2 separate regions of the Sus scrofa genome follow, and region 2 is linked to region 1. Evidence: chromatin contacts called from public HiChIP or PLAC-seq data. All regions are on one chromosome and are shown on one strand. The core of a region is the stretch at or near the end of the contact, and the rest is flanking DNA. Distances in the headings are between cores, read along the strand shown. Region 1 has its middle 16 kb from the start of RHOH. Region 2 has its middle 36 kb from the start of NSUN7.

Region 1 (3,191 bases), core at 253-2,752:
TGTCTCTATAAAGACACCATCTCCAAATTAGATCATTTTGTAGATACTGGGAGTTAGGACTTCAACATATGAATTTGAGGAGAATAAAATTCAACACAAAACACCCAGTCACATTTTAGGAGACAATCCAAAATTAAGCCCAAACATCACCAGACATGGTGCCTGGAGATCATCACCCAACACTATCCCTGGGAGCAAAGATAGCAGGGGTACCACTCACAGAAGCAATAGGTAAGGTACAAGATGGCACTCCCATCCTGCCCCGGGGGGCTGGCAGCCTTCTCCTGCAGCTCAAATCCCATCTTCCTGTCTAGTTCCCGGCAGCAGGGATCGGCCCACAGCAGACACGGACAAGGATAGCATGTTCTTCATTTTGGAGGGCTTTGCCAAGGGCAGAAGACAGGTTGAGAAAAGTGGAAACCCAGACCTCTAAATTTGCAACCCAGTAGGATGGCCAAACACATCTAAATGCCTCTATCAAACCCCAGTGTAAATGATAAGCTCATCACACTGAACACCACTAAATAAAACATGCCCATCAGCTTTTGCTGAAATATGAAAATTGAATTCTCAAGTTCCAAAAAAAAAATGAAATCTCTCAATTGTAAACATATAGAATATATATTTCATGTCACTTTTTCCCTAGTTTCAAGCCCTTTCCAAACACCAAGGAGGAAATAAAGTAAAAAAAAAAAAATCACTGAACAAAATGAGGATGTTTGAAATACAGTTGCAATGTCTTAAATGACCCATGACATATTAACTCAATCATTTAAGTTAATGCATAACTCGACATAGCTATTGAAGAGGAAATGATCTTATTGGTAGCATCTGGCCAAAAATACACACTGAAAAAATATGCATGGTCAACAATTTCCAATGAAAACACAAAAATGCATGAGGTCCGCTGAGTTCACTTGTCTACACTTATTAGAAGTCTACCTAGTTCATTTTCTGTTCTATTTGTAATCTTTAGATGTATCACCACAATGAACTCTTACTTTGGGATGATAGTGTGTATAAATATAGTGAGTAGGCAAAAGAAAAAAAAATGTTAAGGTTAATGATTGAGGGTGGATTAGAGTGAAGACTCCAGGTAAGCCAGTTGCTAAAATTTGGTGCAAAAAAAGACACAAGGGTTCCCCATGAGGTTGCAGGTTCAATCCCTGGCCTTGCTCAATGGGCTAAGGATCCAGTGTTGCCTTCAGCTGTGGTATAGTTCGTAGACGCGGCTGGGATCTGGCGTTGCTGTGGCTCTGGTATAGGCCTGCAGCTAAAGCTCTGATTTGACCCCTAGCCTGGGAACCTCCATATGCCGTGGGTGCAGCCCTAAAAATACAAAAAAAAAAAAGATTCAGGGGTTCCCTTTAATCTCTCAAAGCCATCTGATTAGTATTCTGTGCCTCATCAGAAGTAGGAAACAAAGGAAAGCTACATAAAGCTTTATCTACCAGTGGACTCTTGATGAAGTCGTGCCGGGTTCATGGGCTAATTTCTGACCCCTAGTGGTAAAGTCGAAATAAGGTCCTCAAATATATCACAACTCCATTCTGAATTATTGCTACCACTGGGAAGAGAGCCCATCCCTAAAGGATCAAGAGGAAGAGAGTCATCCACAGTCTCGGAGGGCACTGGTCTCCCAGACCCTAGGTGGTTCTGGGATGTGAGTGAACTCCTTGGCCAACTTACACTTCAGCGTGGATTTCAGCCTCGTGCAATCAAGCCTTACCCAAGACCTCCAGACAAAGCAACAGTCCTTGGGTTTGTGTTCAGATTCGTTTCCTTTCCCCCACCTCTTCAGAATATTAGTGATTAGAGAAAACCCAAAAACAAGCAAAGCAAGGAAAGAAAGGTGTAGCTAATCAGTGACCATGTATAAGTGCTAAAAAGCACAGCCACATCCCTTGCTCACACGTACCAAAGTGTTTCCAAAAAAGAAAGCAATACTGATTACTCCAAAGGGACTGTAACATTCAGATATCTGAAAGTAATCCTTCCACTCTCATGTATCACTAATTAGACTCAACATTTTGAAACCATAAAGTGGATGTAACTACGTCGACATGGGCCCCATAGGCCAGCGATGACACCAACACAAGAAAAAGTAATAGCAGAGCAAATATAAAATTTCAGGAGAAACGTCAAGAAAATCAAAACTATCTTTCCGGGTGACAACAGGGAGAATCACTTTGACTCAAGTCTATTTCTGTTAATAAAAACAATAAAATAGGGAATTCCCCAATCTTAATTATCAGCGCTTCATAGAAACAATGCCACTTGTGAAGTTCACAACACCTGGTTCATATCACAGCCCTTTCCACTGTTCTCAATTTTGTCTCCAGAATCCACGTACACACCCAACACTGCCAAACTCACTCTCCACATTTTGTATCTACTACTAGCTCTTTCTTATACTTGAATGCGGATAAATAGATATGAGTGTACTTTTGTCTTTTTATTTTTTGTTTTTTGTCTTTTGTCTTTTTAGGACTGTACCTGAGGCATATGGAGGTTCTCAGGCTAGGGGCTGAATCGGAGCTGTAACCACTGGCCTATGCCACAGCCACAGCAATGCCAGATCCGAGCCACATCTGCAACCTACAACATGGCGTCTGCAAATTACACCACAGCTCACAGCAATGCCAGATCCTTAACCCACTGAGCAAGGCCAGGGATCGAACCTGAGTCCTCATGGATGCTAGAGCCGCAACGGGAATTCCTCTTTTTCTAATCTTTTAAGATGAACACAGTGTCCTTGTATTTATTTTTTTTTCTTTTGGCTGCCCCATGGCATGTGGAAATTGCCTGGCTGGGGATTGAACATGCACCACAGCAGTGACCTGAGCCACAGCAGTGACAACACTGGATCCTTAACCTAAGCTACCAAAGACTCCTGAGTTCTTATATTTCTAATCTTTGTCTGCATACAGATTTCACTGGGTCTTGTAGGTTTGGTTTTGTTGCATTTCCCTTTTTCACTTTAGTTTACAATTTCAACTTTAGTTTCTAATTTGAAGCAAGGAGTATTTAGGAGATAGTCTCTTTTTTGGGGTAGATGTTTTTACCCAAATTTTTCATTTCAGTATTTGTTTGTTGAGGCATAATTGATATACAACATTACATTAGTTTCAGGTGTAAAACACAATGATTTGACACCTGTACATACTGTAAAGTGATCATAGGAAAGTAGC
Region 2 (3,451 bases), core at 2-2,501, 470 kb before region 1:
ACTTAAATGGAAGGGAGGTGGCCTTGAGAGCCGCCTGCCAGGACTGAGAAGGCCATTGTTCTAAGTTCTCCCAGGGCTTATGGAGATTGACAAGGCACCTGCTGCCTTCCAGAGTTGAACGTTCAGGGCAGCCATGAAAAAACCCAGGGCTGGGACACTCCCCTAGCCTCCAGCCCGCAGCCATCCAGGTGCTGGAGATTCAAATGTGGGGAGAAGGTGTAGGAAGAGCCCTCAGGAGGGATCTGGAGAGACTGTGTCCACTCTGTGAGCCACCTGGCACAGCTCTCTCTCCCCTTTAAATTACGTTTCATGCTTCTTAGCTCCAACCAAGGCTTTCTGTGGTCTTCTGTGGAAACCACCTACTAGTAACATGGAATCTCTGACCATTTTCACAGATAAGGTCTCACTTCATTCACTTAGTTTTGGGACCAGGATCAATGATTATGTATCCTGCTTAGTGCCTCGATCCTGCTACCCCAGTCCCCATCCTGGCTGCACAAAACAATACTTTGCTGTTTGTGGCAAAAGAGACTAAAAATCAGTAATCACTAATTTTCTCAATGTGGAGGTCAAATTCTAATTTCAGTTATTTTAAAAATATAATTTGAATAAATTATGATCCCCTGCTTTGCTTATTATAGTATAGAACAGACTATACTGTATGAAGGAGGGAATCTGGTCCTGAGAGTAGGAGATGCAGATTTTAGTTCTGACTATGCCGCTTAATAGCTCTATGATCTTGGACACACCACATAGTTTGGGAAGACTTAAGTATTCTCCCGACGAAAATGAGGAGGGTGGACAAGACTCCAGACTTGAGAGTCAGACAGAGCAGGATTTTAATCCTGGCCATTTCGTGTATTAGCTAGATGATTTTAAGCAAGTGACTATTAGTCTCATTTGAAGGCTTTAATGAGATAAAGTACATGAAAGCCTTAGCATCATTCTTAGAATGTAATAAGCACTCAACAAAGAAGAGTTATGATAACATGATAATGATCATAAGTACTATGTTTCTATTAAGGGCTTTTTTTTTTTTTAAATTCTCAAAGTCGATGACCTCACTCTGAGAAGTTGTGACCAGCTGCTCTGAATGTACCTGTTCATTTGATCCTGTGCTTCTTCAGACTGAAATCATAGAGAATTTTTCAAAGTGTTTATTTTTTTTTCATATTTCTATAGTAACAGCAAGCAATGTGATTATAGACATCATGATAAATACAGTCATGGGCTGACTTCCTGTTTTGGGTCATCGTGTAACACATACTAGAAAATCTATAAAGGTTAACATTTGGTTTTGGTGGCAGTGCTCAGAGTGAAACAAGAGAGCTCTTGTCATAAAACTGACTTGGAATTTTCTTTTAATTTACAAGTTTTGAAAATGTTCTCTCTAGAATGTTTAAGCTTAGTTCAAAATTATTCTCAGGCAGGAGTTCCCTGGTGGCTCAGTGGGTTAACACTCTGGCATTGTCACCAATGTGGCTTGGGCACTGCTGTGACAGAGCTTCAGTCTCTGGCCTAGGAACTTCCATATGCTGCAGGTACAGTCCAAAAAACCCAAACAAACCAAAAACCTCCACAAAACTTAAAATGTTAAAAAAAATCTCAGACAATTATAATTACTAGAAATGAGCAGTATTCACCAGCCCTGCAACTAGAATGGCAAAAAGATTTAATTTATTGAATAAGTATTGAATGCCCATGGCATGCCAGGCACCGCTCTAACTGTTGCAACACAGCAGTGAATAAAACAGACCAAAGCTGGAGTTCCTGTCATGGCTCAGGGGTAACAAACCCAACCAGTATCCATGAGGATGGGAGTTGGATCCCTGGCCTCACTCAGTGGGTTAGGAATCAAGCGTTGCCATGAGCTGTGGTGTAGGTCGCAGACTCGGCTCAGATCTGGCGTTGCTGTGGCTCTGGCGTGGGCCAGTTGCTACAGCTCCGATTCCACCCCTAGCCTGGGAACCTCCACATGCTGTGGGTGTGGCCCTAGAAAAGACAGAAAGACAAATATATATATAGAGAGAGAATACATGTGGATCTCATTATATTTCTGCATAACAGTGCTGATACAGTGTTTTGTCCTGACTTGGGTCCATGTAACACCACAAACTTCTTAACCAGCACGGGCAGGAGGCAACACTGAAAAAACAAAAATGTGCTGGCTTCTTCTTTGACATTCTCTTCGTCGAGGTACTGCCTGATCCCTCAGTCTTCTGTCTGGAACTCCTGTTCTTAGACACCTTTCATGGAGCTGTTTCCAGGTAGTTTTTCCATGCTTCAAATCTGTCCCATCCTATCAGAACTTGATGGTTCAGAGTCCCATTTCTGTGAGCCATTTAGCTTTCTAAAATGTTAATAGATTCTGATAGTTTAGGATATCATCCTTAAAATGTGTTCATTAAATGCATCTACCCTGTAATAAAATACCTGAGCTGAGAGAAATCGACCTCAAGTAGTGGTGATTTTGTGCTCCGGGAAGGGAACTGGAGCACTCTTTCTTCCTGGCGTAGCGGCATGGAGACTATGATCCCACCTTGTCCACAGATGTCCGTTGTGATCAATTGGCCAAGCCCTCCCTCTGCATCCTTCCTCCCTCCCTCGGATTTGGACACCTTCTCACAGTTCACACAGTGTTCTCACAGGTTTCTCGTTCCTCACGAAACAAGTAAGGATGGAGTTTTAAGTTGGTGGAAATAGATTTTTAAAATAAGGCCGTGGAATTCCCGTCGTGGTGCAATGGAAATGAATCTGACTATTATCCATGAGGACTCGGGTTTGATCCCTGGCCTCGCTCAGTGGGTTAAGGATCCGGTGTTGCCATGAGCTGTGGGCTTGGATCCTGCATTGCTGGGGCTGTGGTTCAGGCTGGCAGCTATAGGTCCGATTCAACCCCTAGGCTGGGAACTTTCACATGCCTCAGGTATGGCCCTAAAAAGCAAAAAATAAAAATAAATAAATAAATAAAGTAAGGCCAGGAAGCACACGGTCTTCTGGCTATTGAGGTCTGTGGAGCAGACGTGGAGGAGGGGCCCCAGAAGATCCATGGGAATGGTGGAGAACAGTGGAAAAGGGAAATGAATAGAATTGTCCTAAAGGTCTTAGCTGTGGGATGGCAGGGAATTTAGTGGGGGCAGGGCGGCGTGGGGAGGCAGGAGGGCTGAATTAGAACATTATAGTAGGAGTTATATTGCATCTCAGGGGGTAAATTATTTACAAATAATACCGAAGGCAAAATATTCTGAAATAGAGAGCAGGGAAAGGGATAGAATGGGAAGATATGCAGGAGATACTCCAAATAACAAAGGGAATAATGGAAAGTATATTAACTTGTTGAAATGAGCAAACATAGAGAAAGAGGAAAAGAAAAAAACAAAATCTAAATTAAATGGATCAACATCGTGTAAGATAACATTAAATGTGATAAGCTGAATGTATCCATTAAAAA

The links. HiChIP or PLAC-seq counts read pairs in DNA pulled down with a chosen protein or histone mark.
Region 2: an H3K27ac HiChIP or PLAC-seq map of alveolar macrophages shows a contact between it and region 1. The contact joins two enhancer-like sites. A contact is called at or near these places in 1 of 47 Hi-C or Micro-C datasets (alveolar macrophages) and 1 of 2 datasets of contacts at active chromatin or transcription factors (alveolar macrophages).

The regions. Positions count from the first base shown.
Region 1 is chr8:31,303,217-31,306,407 of Sscrofa11.1, reverse strand. No RefSeq gene overlaps it. Among named protein-coding and RNA genes, the nearest start is that of RHOH, 16 kb to the left of the region's middle. Within about 2 kb of position 1,502, at least 5 of the 83 cell types and tissues checked have an H3K27ac peak or open chromatin away from gene starts, as enhancers often do. A contact at or near this core is called in alveolar macrophages, where this site is marked.
Region 2 is chr8:31,772,816-31,776,266 of Sscrofa11.1, reverse strand. No RefSeq gene overlaps it. Among named protein-coding and RNA genes, the nearest start is that of NSUN7, 36 kb to the left of the region's middle. Within about 2 kb of position 1,251, at least 10 of the 83 cell types and tissues checked have an H3K27ac peak or open chromatin away from gene starts, as enhancers often do. A contact at or near this core is called in alveolar macrophages, where this site is marked.